Linked DNA regions of Mus musculus: region 1 is linked to region 2. Evidence: chromatin contacts called from public Hi-C data. All regions are on one chromosome and are shown on one strand. Each heading gives the region's core, a stretch centred on a gene start, on an enhancer-like site or on the middle of the called end of the contact. The rest is flanking DNA. Distances are from core to core; before and after follow the strand shown. Region 1 has its middle 62 kb from the start of 1700083H02Rik. Region 2 has its middle 14 kb from the start of Gm40438.

Region 1 (6,764 bases), core at 1,497-3,996, 78 kb before region 2:
TGCTTTGCATTCCTTTGTTCGTGCTGTTTACCAGCATCCCAGAGGGACTGAATGTTATGTGTGTGTAGAAAGGAAATGGTTTGCACATTGGGGATGGGCAGATTGTATATAGCAAGGTTATGTCATTTCCAGAGAGTTCTATATCTTCAGCTTTGACGTGCCATAAAATAAGACAGGTCAACTCAAAGTTCCTTACCTAACCCACACATCTCCCCGGGGCCTCTGAGAAGCATCTGAGCTATCAGTTTGGCTTCACGTTATCTTAGCATATGAATGAAGCTGAAGAGGACACTCCCAGGTGCCCCTCAACTCATTAAGAGCTCATCATGAGTCTAGCAGTCCCAGCTTAGCTACCCATGAGCCTTTGAAAGGATGCAAGTGGGCTGAGATGAGGGTGGGAAGAAAGAAGAGAGGAAGACAACAGAGGGGTGCTGCCAGCATTAGGATCCTCCAAATATCCAAGGACCTTAAGAAACAAGTAATGCATGAAGAGAACAGAAAGGAGAGAGAGAGAGAGCCAACTCAGGGCCTGGGGCTGCACTGTGACCTCCCTTTGTAGAGGATGCTGTCTTGCCTCCCAATTACACTGACCCATAAGAACCAGCTCAAGTGTAATTAGCCCTGGTCCCAGGGCTGTGTGTACCCTAATGGGCAGTGATATTTTCTGGACAAGATAACCTTTACCTTCCATAGGAATTCATGCATTGGTGACAAGACACAAAGATGTCAGAGCTATGTGCAACAATATGGAGCCCCTAGATAAGAAGGCCTTAGAAAACTAAGGTCATCTTAGACTAGGTTAGCAGTGGGAAACACACCCATATAAACAAGATGAACACCACCAGATCTTACAATTAGTTTGAACCGAGTAAAGTAAAGGAAGGCATTGAAGCTGCATCCTGTGGTCTGCAGTTTGGCAAGTGGGGCATGTTAGTTATGCTAGTGCAGCCGTAGCGTGAAGAAGAGTGAAGGATCAGTTATGATATATTAAATTTGAGAAACCTAACAGGTATCCAAGTGATGGTATATTGCTCATTACATAAATGTGGATCTCAGAGAATGATCTTGCTCCAAATCCGTCTTCCAAATTAGTGTTCAAACTAGATGGTGACAGTGAGGGAGAGGGTACAGGGGCACCAAGGCCTGAGGACCATGTTCTCTGAATACAGAGTCCTAACAAAAAGCCAACATGTCCACAGTGAAATATCTGGAGCCAGACTATGCTCAATTTCACTTTTCATTTTAGTAAGTACTCACTCTATGGGTTGGATTACACTCATTGTCAAGCATGTAAAGTACTGCGTAAGGGTTACAGCCCCTGACCTCACAGAACTTAGACCATGAAATAAAACAGAGTAACAATTCTTTAAACACTGAAATAGCATAGGATCTGCAGTCATGCAGGCCTAGAGTCCTGAATCGGCTACTCTTGAGCAGTGAAATGTGAACAGGTCTCTTAGCTTGTCTGTGCTTCTGGGTCTTTATCTGTAAGTGGATTGTGATTCCTTTTTACTTCACAGATGCAAAATTTAAGGAAGCAGTACGTAGAACAGTCTGTAATATAAATACTTTATAGGTGTTAGTGGGGGTCATGGGTGTGATGGAAATCAGTGGAGGGTCTGTTGATAGACAAAAGTTAACAAGTTCTGATGCAGTCCCTTTGCCATCTTGCCCTGTCACTTTTCCAGACAATTATGTCATCCCAAGGCAGGAGGAGCTGGGCAGGGGCACAAACACTGTGACAGAAAGGTGAAGTGCAAGCGAGGGCTGCTGGGGAGATCTGTGTGAGAACCTGAGATAGTCTCAGGATATGTTCCTGAGCCTGCCTCTCCTCTCCATCTGTACTTACCTGCTATGCCACAACACACACACCATATGTAATAGTAATCTTATTTTCCAGATAATTCTTTGCCAATCTGTGGAAATTGCACTTTCAAGATGATGATGACCACAGGAGCTAGAAATGCCTGCTTTGGTTAACCGGCCATTGTCTCTTCATAATTCCTTCTCAACCTTGACCTTGTGGGAGGTAGACTTGTCCGACACAAAGCTAGCGCAAGTGCAGTTCAAGAGCACCCTTGCTTCAGAGAGGCCTCTGGGCTCCTCTGGGCTCTGAAAACATCCCCTTACTATTTCTCAAGTTTGATCAGAAGCAGAGACCCCAGCTCCTGCAGCTAGTGTCAACGAGCATGCGAACATGCTTAGAGTCTGCTTTCTTATTGCTTCCTGGGTCGTAACCTCTGAACGATTCTCCCGCCACTCATTCTTTTCCCTTTGCCTTTCCTGCTGTGTCTCTGTTCCAGAAGGAAACTCGAGTCATGGTTGTTCATGGTTATTCTGAGAACCGAGGAGGATCAGCGGTGAGAGACTGAAGATCTGGCTCGGTTTGAGTGAGCTAAACTGCAGTGATTGGTAGTGCAATCTCACCTTTGCCCTGCAGTCCGCTTGGCCCCATTTCTAACTCTTGGAAGAGGGCTGAGTTTCTGAAGAGAAAACAACTTGCATAGCACAAACAGGAGACATGTCTGATATGGTTAAGAAAGGGCACAATTCCAAGCCACCCACCACACACATACAGAGAGACAGACAGACAGACAGAGACAGAGACAGATAGAGACAGAGACAGAGATTGATTTAGCTGCTTTGGGGTAAGAGAAATTTTAGGAAATTGGGAAAAATCAACAAGACAAGTTATCTGATTTGGGATTTCTAACCCCAGGGCGGAAACAGAAAGCTTGTTTCTGTGAGTCTGATTTGACAGCACTGCTGTTGGATGCTGTGTGGAATCTGTACTAGATCATCAGTGCTTCATGGGAAATTCCAGTTGACTTGGAGAAAAATGTGTTTTAAACTCCAAATGACAGAAGGGTCATTTTTCAGTGATGAACTCCTGACTCTTGGGACAGGGTCATCATTGCCGCTTTGAATATGAAATTTTACTGGGAACAAATATTTTTCAAAAGGCTTTCTTGTTGTTCCGAGTTCTATCACTTAAAGACATCCGGAAAGGATCTCTGTTGCAACCATATAAACAAATACCCACTTTATTTATCTTTGGGTTTCCTGGGAACTGAATAATGTGCACATGCTAGAAAAACAAATCAATGAAACAATTCGATGAAGGCAGAGGGAGGACCCAGCACAGAGACTCCTGTGCGCATGGGATTGAGGAGTATTCTTGGCACGACTAAAGGATCCTTGTCACAGAGGGAGCCAACATCTCAGCTGCTCTAAAGAATGTGAGGGAAGGGCAGGGCAGAAGTAGGCTGCCTGCTCAGCTCCAGCACAGACAACTCTCTTGTACTCACACGCTGTCTGTTCTCTTTGAGCTCACTTTGTCGTGAGTGCAGGTGCCCATTGCTGTCTCTCACCTGCACCTGTGCCCACTGCCACCTCTCACCTGCACCTGTGCCCATTGCTGTCTCTCACCTGCACCTGTGCCCACTGCCACCTCTCACCTGCACCTGTGCCCACTGCCACCTCTCACCTGCACCTGTGCCCATTGCTGTCTCTCACCTGCACCTGTGCCCACTGCCACCTCTCACCTGCACCTGTGCCCATTGCTGTCTCTCACCTGCACCTGTGCCCATTGCCACCTCTCACCTGCACCTGTGCCCACTGCCACCTCTCACCTGCACCTGTGTCCACTGCCACCTCTCACCTGCACCTGTGCCCACTGCCACCTCTCACCTGCACCTGTGCCCATTGCCACCTCTCACCTGCACCTGTGCCCATTGCCACCTCTCACCTGCACCTGTGCCCACTGCCACCTCTCACCTGCACCTGTGCCCACTGCCACCTCTCACCTGCACCTGTGCCCATTGCCACCTCTCACCTGCACCTGTGCCCACTGCCACCTCTCACCTGCACCTGTGCCCACTGCCACCTCTCATCACACCTATGCTGGTTGCCTGCTCCTTTGATTGACCTCCAGGCAATCACCCATATCCTGGCAGAGGACTAGGCTTTCAGATCCCTTCTCAGCCACATAAAGACACACCTTCTGTGGCTGTATTGTCTTCCTCTGAATTTCATTGTTTTCCCCCATGCTTCTAGATAATTTCCACATTTTTTTTACTCTCTGTCTCTTTCAAAAAGAGTGTCTCATGATCCCAAATCTCCCAGTAACAACATCAGTCTGTCCCTTTATTACAAGGAAACTACCACAAACACGTATTACACAAAGTTTCCCTTTTGATACATAGGGTGTTGAGTGAATGGTTTAGGAATATAACCTGGACATAAAGGTAAGACATTGGGGTTGAAGAAGTAAAGTTGTCAGTCATTGGCATATAAATACCATCTTAAGCCAGGGTGATAAATGAAATCACCCCAGAGTATAGATAGGAGAAGAGTCCACTTAATCTCTAGTCACACCCTCCCAAACTGCTTAGGAAAATGTTTCCAGCTATTGGCCAAACACAATGCTCATTTCTAAGTCTTTATCAGACCAAATTCATTAGAAGTAAATAAATTTATTCTTTTTTTTTTTTTGAAACTGTCTTGATTCTGTTTTCCAGGAAGATATTAGAAGCCATTCTTTCGGGCTGGTGAGATGACTCAGTGGGTAAGAGCACCCGACTGCTCTTCCAAAGGTCCAGAGTTCAAATCCCAGCAACCACATGGTGGCTCACAACCATCCGTAACGAGATCTGACTCCCTCTTCTGGAGTGTCTGAAGACAGCTACAGTGTACTTACATATAATGAATAAATAAATCTTAAAAAAAAAAAAAAAAAAAAAAGAAGCCATTCTTTCTCAGTCTCCCCTGACCCTTGAATATGGGAAGACCCCAGACTTCACATCTGTTCTCTGGGTAATTTCATTTATTACCCTGGCTTAAAATAGTATCCGTACGCTGATGGCTCAAACATTTATTTCTGTAACCCCAGTGTCTTCCCTTAATGCCCAGCTCAGGTTACTAACTATCAAATTGAACCTCCGTTTTTCTACATAGAACCAGTCCTTGTTCAGTTGTCTGCTTAGCAGTAAATAGCTTTTCCATTTTACCCAGCTGCCAGAGCCAAAAGCCTTTAAGTAATCTTTCATATCAATCCATCACCAAGTACCATAAACCCTGCTGTCCAGACGGATTCAAAATTTGACATCTTCACAGCACATCCACCATTGCCAACAGTATCCCTGTACTCGATAAGCAGTTCATCTGGATTGGAAAACCTCGAGTTCCTTAAAGCCCTACCTCTGCAGCTGACTTTTAACGCATCTTCCCTCTGCTCTTGTATGTGTCCCCTGCAGTCTATTATTACAGACTGTACTGGCTGGTTTTATGTCCACTTGATACAAGCTAGACTCATCAGAGAGGAAAGACACTCAACTGAGAAAGTATTTCCGTAAGATCCAGCTATAAGACATTTTCTTAATTAGTTGTCAGTGAGGACCCAGCCAATTGTGGGCAGTGCCATCCCTGGGCTGATCATGCTGGGTTCTATAAGAAAGCAGGCTGAGCAAGCCATGGTGGAGCAAGCCAGTAAGCAGCACCACCCCTCCATGACCTCTACATCAGCTCCTGCCTCCAGGTTCCTGCCTTGCTTGAGTTCCTGCAAGCTGACTTTCTTTGACTTCCTCTGACCAATGTAAACCCTTTCCTCTCCAACTTGCTTTTTGGTCATGGTGTTTCATTGCAGCAATAGAAACCCTAACTAAGACACAGACTAATAATCACTAATCGTGACTCTAGGTCATCTTGTGTCACTTAATCCAAAATGCTTCCTCTGATATCCATGTGGGTCACTGCCTTACCCCAGCCTCTGCTTAAAATTTTCTTATCTTTATTAAACAGTCTTCCATCACTACTATTCTATATCCCTTTACTTGGCTTACTCTTCTTTGTAGCATATATAATAGTTGTTATGGTTTGAATGGGAAATACCAATACCACCAGCCACAAACTCATGTGTTTGAACACCTGGTTCCCAGCTAGTTGTGCTGTTTGGGAAGATGAGAGAGTCTTTGGGGTGAGGAACATAGCTGGCAAAAGGTATGTCTGTAAGTGTGAGGCTTGAGACATTACCAGCCAACTCTGCTTCCAGCCAAGTGCTCTGCTTTCTGGTCTACCAAGCCGTGGAGAATCCCAGCTGCACACCCCCACTGCTCTGAGCTTTGTCCTGCTTCCCCACCATGACAGATGGTTTTTCTTCACTGGATTATTAGCACATATAAGCAGATATTTGATCTGTTTTGTTTCTAGCTTTGTTTCTAGCACCCAGAGCAATATTTAATACACAAGAGACATTCCTGTGTTCATTTAATGAATGCATGCAGCCACTCATAAAATATTGAAGATGTCTGTTCATCAAGTTGAAAGACATATAAGGGTGTAGTTATCCATCATGGGTGGATGTCCACAAGTAGCACTTTTAATAGAAAGTTGGGCCACTGTGTAAAATGTGAAGGAACAATAGATTGTAAGATGCTACAGAGTCCTTCTTCCTAACTCTTCTTGTCTTGAACCCAGAGGAAGAAAGCTAAAGGTGACTAGGGTATCTGCGCCTTTGTAAAGGAGGGAGATCCTAGAAACCTTTTCCATTTCTCAGGTTAGAGACACCAACGTGTCTCTGGCTCACAACCAGGAAGTATGTCAAATGACAAAAATGACAAATGATATATGTATTACTACAGATCAGTCAGCAATTCCATGATCATTCTAACTGACCACAGCTTGACATAATTCACAAAAGGAATGACTCTACTAACAGGCTCGTTCTTCCTGAGTCTCTCCATTGGTTGCTTAGATTCCTCCAGGTA
Region 2 (6,128 bases), core at 2,617-5,116:
GCCGAGTGAATCTCTGAAAACATTAACAAGGAAAAGGAGGGAGACGGAAGGAATGCTTTCAGCCAAGAGGCATCAGATGTTGGAGTTGGTAGAGATTCAGCTGATCTGTTTTCTGTTCCCTGCTCTCCCCCCCCCGCCCCGCCCCCTGAGTGCTTCCAATTCTGGAGCCTTATGGGGTCTGCAGCATGCTCTGCTCACACTGGAATCACTGTTCTGCACTGTGTGAAGTCAGCTTCTGTGCATTCATCTGCCTCCACCTTCCTGGTGCCTCTGATATTCCTTACATATGTTTGGCCTCACTGGCAATCTTTTATTTGGGGTATGTGTGCTAGTTTGAACAGGAATGCCCCCCCACAGATTCATGTGTATGGATGCTTTGCCCAAGAGTGAGTGGCATCATTAGGAGGTGTGGCCTTTTGGGAGAAGGTGTGACCTTGCTGGAGGCAATGTGTCACTGTGGGGATAGGCTTTGAGGTTTTATACGCTCAAGCTATGCCCAGGATAGGACACAGTCTCCTGCTGCCTGCAGATTAGGATATAGAACTCTCAATTCCCTTTCCAGCACCTGGAGCTGCCATGCTTCCACCATGATGATAATGGACTGAATCTCTGAACTGTGAGCCAGCCCTAATTCAATGTTTGCCTTTATAAGAGTTGCCATGGTCACTGTGTTACTTCACAGCAATAGAAACCCCAACTAAGATAGCACCGGTGGGTGTTGGGGGAGGGGAGTCAGGGTTGTTGGTTTCATTGCCTACTTTTTTTTTTTTTAATCGTAAGTTCTCCCTAGATAGCTCAAGCTGGCCTCGAACACACTATGTGGCCTTTGTTGGCATCAAACTTGCAACAATCTTTCTGTGTCTACCTGCCAAGGACTATAGGTATATATTGACACACCAGGCTCAGGGTTACACTTTTTAAATTGCTACTAATCATCTCATCTCATTGGACTTTCTAGAGAAATAGAACATAAATATATGTGTAAGTCTCGCCTATATTTAACCAGTCTTCTTTGAATTAATTTTTTGTAGCATTACATACAACTTGTAACATTGTTATAGAAAGTTTAAATTGGCATTGTTAAGACAAATATGAACATAAATGGCCTAAAGGAAATATACTAACAAAATCTTTTATAATTTTTTGAAACTTACCCTAAGTGCCATAAAATTATTAGAAAGAAATAAAATAAAATAATCTCTTTTAAATTCAGGGAAAAACAGCAATGGAAGATGGAGGGAGAGAGTCTTATACTACAATTTGATCTAAAATTCCCTTCTAATCCATCTTTATAAACATTATATGAAAACCCATTTCTGAATTTTATTGACTATATTGCAGAATACAATGTAGTAGAATTAGCTTAGAATTCCACTTTTTTACAACCTTATTGGGAGGAAAAGGAAGGTCTCTTTAAAGTGACTCCCCTGACTTTAAATAAGAAATATAGCTGTCTCACTGTCCTTCCTTCTTCTTTTCTGTCCCTTTCAGATGTTCAAGATATCAAAGTGAGCTTCTCTAGTGCAAAATTCCAGATATCCATAAGTCTTCTGGGAAGAGCTGTGTTCAACTGCACACATAACACTGGAGACAAAAATCTGTGTTGTCGCCATGGTGGCCATGAAGGGCATCTTGAGAATACACTTCTTACTCTTGGTGAGTGTGATGAGGTGAAGAAAGGAAAGTGGGAATTGAGAAAGAAAAAGAAAAGTACACCCAGCAGCCATGATCTGATGGTGGAAGTCAGAGCAAAAGAGATGGCAGGTCACTTTATTTTAAAGATACCCAGGTATGACGGTTTGGATGAGAGGCACCCCCACCCTACCCCCAGCTTTTACAGACCTGAATTCCATCCCCAGCATCTACATGAAATAGCCCCAGCCCTAGGGCTATAGGACACCTCCAGCCTGACAGCCTAACGTGTGCACACAGCCCACACATGTGCAAACATAGAATTAAAGGTAAAAAATTAAATAAATAAATCGTTATAAAAAGAAAAGGGAAAGAGTCTTTCTGATATCAAAGCCAGGCACGAAGCCACCACTGGCACACATTTCTTGGAAAGGGACCACAACTTATCAAGCCTCCTGTCTTGTCGATGTTTGTTGATGAGAGCCTTTGACAGGAGTCAATCTGGCTGGTAGTTTTTTGTTTTTTGTTTTTTGTTTTTCCCTTCCTTTGAAAACTCAAGTTGCTTTAGCTGCTGAAAGTTCTTCGTCAGAGTAAGCTGTGTCTTGAAGCCAAAGCCTGGCCCTTCGAGCATCCTTTCACCGAGTCCCACTTGACCCTTTCCTAACAGCAGGGTTGCCAGACCAGTGAGTATTTGATGAGGAGTGAGTCAGCAACCTGAGAGAGATCAAGGTCTGCTATAAAACCCCAAAGAAAAAGGATTTGTTTACTGACCATATGTCAGGCACTATTTCAGTCACGCTGTCAAATAACCTCGAGTCTTATGACAATCTTAGGAGGCAGGTAATAGTACCCTTATTTCCTAGGTCTAAAAGAACCCAGATCAAATTCCTTTAGCAGTTAAGTGCAGAGGGACTGGAATACTACCCAATCTACAAACTGGATTTCACTTGAGTTATGTGTTTAAAGATCTTCAGCCTCACTTCTTGGAAGGGTTATACGTGGACAAAAAAGAAATTATAGAATCCTACAAGCTCAGAACTTGATGAAGGGTGAAAGGTCACGATGCAATTTCTCTCTAGTTAAAGATAAGGAGACAGACTCACAGAGGTTAAATGATTTGCCCAAATTACACGGCTCTAGCTGTGCAAATTGTGAAAATCTTTCCTGATTGAAGAATTGGGGATTGAGATGTGTTTAATTGGAGATGAGATACCTCAAAGAGCAAAAGCCCTTTCATTTCTTTCAAATATTTGAGGCTGTAAAACGCCCAGGTGAGAATATCTAAGATAACCCAGGGATTCAAAGCACCATATGGCTTTAAGAAAGATTTCCTACCAATCACAATGGCCCCTAACTGTTTTTATCTCAGAGTTAAAGCTGCAGCAAAGCCCTGAGCAGCAGGAGGTCGCAGTAGAATCTGTTTTACCAAAGCTGGGGCTCCCTCAGTGACTCCACAAGTTATCAGGGACGATGACCAACAAGAAGGAGAAAGAGGGGAGGAGAAAGAGATGTGTCCACTTAAACTAGCAAACAAGCAGAGTCCCAATCACATCTCCATTAGCTCGGGGACGATTTTCCATGGGAGCTAACACTTGTTTGCTCTTCTTGTCTGAGAATCAGAAATCCAAACAGACCAAAGCTACCCAGCAAGAACTCAGACTTCACCGTCAAGCAAACAGCCAGCCTCATTTTTACTTTACAGGCAAAAGGAAACATTTAATAGACTTTCAAATGCAAAAATTCTAGGTTAGCAAAGGCTTTTTGGAAACTGAAAAAGTGAAGGACATTTACGCATTGGCTTTTGTGAACTCAAATACCAAGGTCCAGATAGTTATGTAAGTAACAGTACTGGCAAGGACCGGGGAGGCGCAGAGAGAGAATGTTTTTATCTATTTAGTTTCAGCTCATGCAAAGTTTGGACAGGAATAATGCCTGAAAGAAGAATAAACATGGTCCATGGTTGCTTTCCCTCCAGGCGGGATGCACTTGCTCTCTCAGAGCACCCAGGTAGGCATACATTTGATTGTGGTGTCTGCCTTCTAACTCTGGAGGTTTATGGATCCAAGCTAAAATGAAAACATGAGAAATTGACAGTTTAATTCATATTACACAGCCAAAATGCTCTTGTCAGTGACCTCAGAGGAGGAAAAAAAAAAGGATGGTTCTCAGAACAGGGCAGGATTCTATCTGAACAGAAGGTGCAGTGTTTGGATGTGAAATCACACACACACCCCGCTCCAGGCTCAGAAGTTGAACATTTAGTCCCTAGCTGGGGGCACTGTTCAGAGGAGATTGTAGGACCTTTGGAGGGCAAATGCGGGGAGGAGAGCTCTAGAAGGAGAAACTGAGTTGCTGTGAGGTGAGACCTGAGTGGGATAGGCCATCACCGTGTCAGGTCAGCATCTGCGGTTCCAGATCCACGGAGGCAGGCAGCCTCACTGTCCCACTGCTGACCATCTTATCGTAGCAATAGAAAGGACGACTGCTCCTGAGGAGCACCACGCTTCATAGAAGACACAGTCAACCAAACCCAGACTTGATTCACACACCTAGGAATACAGCTTTGACTGTTTGTCAACTGAGGCACAAGAGATGCGGCCATCTGTGCTTGTCTGAGATGCTTCAAATACTAATGTTATCTCCCTGGGGCTCAAGCTAATCTACTTAATAGATCCTCAGTTGGACAGGAACTAAAAAGTCCAGTAAATGGGGAGGAAAGAAGGAAGGAGGGAGGGAGGGAGGGAGGGAGGGAGGGAGGGAGGGAGGGAGGGAGGGAGGGAGGGAGGGAGACAGTATAGACTGATACCAGTGTTGCTCACATGTTCTGAAGCATGCCTGTGCATACTATACCATAACAGCATTACCTCATGACTAGCTAGCATGTGCCAAGGTTTTCATGATTATTAATCACTACTCATTTTTATGAATATATTGCCTAGATATATGTCTTTATGCCACATATGTGCCTGGTACCCATGGAGACCAGAAGGAGGCATTGGAGCCTCTGGAAGTGGAGTTAAGAGACACGGGGCACTGGGAACTGAACCCACGTCCAGCTTTTGTTCTGATGGAGTGTAAAACTACATGCTTTCTTGGCTTATTAACCACAAATTACACACCTAAAACATGTCAGAATGGGAGAAAAGAGGGCAGGGCTCTACAGATCCCTGCCTTAGCATCAGGGCACCATGGCTTACACGAGGCCTGAGAAACAGCATAGCACTGACCCTGGGCTCCACCAGACCCATCAGATGCCTGCTCTGTAGGAGAAGATTGCACAGTCTTTTGTCCTTCGTTTCTTTGATTGCTGCTTTTCAGTGTCCTTCTGGGGATCACACTGGACCATTTTGGATCAGGTGATGATTTCAAAGCCTGTCTCCTGCCCAGCCAATCACTAGCTCTGGTCCTTCCTTAAAGCCCTGAAATTTTGTAGATTTCTAGCTATTGAAAGCGACACACACACACACACAATCACACAATCACACAATTTGCAGAGAAGAAAGGAGAAGCAGTTGCCCAAGGAGTCATGAGTTGAGCTAAGTTTTGACCTCTCTGGGCACCATCTGTAGTGCAGAGTCAATGGTGAGCCTAAACCCCCAGTTTTCCACTCAAAGCTTGGGGTGTAGTTACTGAGAAACTGAAGTTTCTAGCATTTACACAAAACTGGCAGCACAGAATAGACTTCCTGCCCCTGAGATGCTGACCAGATACCCATAAAAATTCAGGAAAAGAGTTGTTTTATTTCCTGGAAACTGAGACAGCAGCCCTATCTATACCCATCTCTAAGCCCTTCCAAATCCCCTAAACCGGGTGAGAGGCTGCCCAGAGTGGGGGCGGGAAGCAAGGGCCTTTCCTTGGGAAGTACCCCAGGATGCATTAACAGCTCCACGCCTTTAGTCCCAGCACTCGGGAGGCAGAGGCAGGTGGATTTCTGAGTTCAAGGCCAGCCTGGTCTACAGAGTGAGTTCCAGGACAACCAGGGCTAACACAGAGAAACCCTGTCTCGGAAAAACAAAAACAAAAACAAAAAACAAAAACAAAAACAAAGAAAAAAACAGCTTCCCTCCTGAGCCCTGCTCCCTCCACAACCAACACCATGTGCACCACTCAAGGCCAAGGGATGAATATTTGGACATTTGTTTCCCAGTGTATGCTGGGATTGTTTCTCAGCCAGGCCTCCCACCCTTCAGGGGACCTGCAAGCTTACAGCGGGAACCCTCTGTCCCTACTGCTATTGTGAGTGTTGGCTCCCATTAAGAGGGAGTGGTGCCCGGCTGAGGCTTTGGCTGCTGCACAGGAGGCTCCTCTGCCAGTTGTCTGGTTTCTGTTTTGAGGCACTAAGGGTGTTAATGCTCTTTGGTCTCCTGTCGTGGTAAGTCTCCCCATGATGCCTGAGCGTGCTTGGCAAAAGCTGCCAGAGAAGCAAAACTGTTTCTTTCCCAGTTGTGCTGGCGCCTGTGCTGAGACGGCTCTGAAATTGGACAGATTTATCTGTG

The links. Hi-C and Micro-C count contacts between places; a contact is called where the count stands out from the background.
Region 1: a Hi-C map of liver shows a contact between it and region 2, with 6 times the contacts expected there. The contact joins two enhancer-like sites. A contact is called at or near these places in 1 of 39 promoter capture datasets (liver), 12 of 484 Hi-C or Micro-C datasets (cerebellum, cortical neurons, liver and 2 more) and 3 of 115 datasets of contacts at active chromatin or transcription factors (heart atrium, hepatocytes and liver).

What each region holds. Positions count from the first base shown.
Region 1 is chr12:71,442,748-71,449,511 of GRCm38.p6, reverse strand. No RefSeq gene overlaps it. Among named protein-coding and RNA genes, the nearest start is that of 1700083H02Rik, 62 kb to the right of the region's middle. Within about 2 kb of position 2,746, at least 25 of the 459 cell types and tissues checked have an H3K27ac peak or open chromatin away from gene starts, as enhancers often do. A contact at or near this core is called in hepatocytes and liver, where this site is marked.
Region 2 is chr12:71,366,194-71,372,321 of GRCm38.p6, reverse strand. No RefSeq gene overlaps it. Among named protein-coding and RNA genes, the nearest start is that of Gm40438, 14 kb to the right of the region's middle. Within about 2 kb of position 3,866, at least 10 of the 459 cell types and tissues checked have an H3K27ac peak or open chromatin away from gene starts, as enhancers often do. A contact at or near this core is called in hepatocytes and liver, where this site is marked.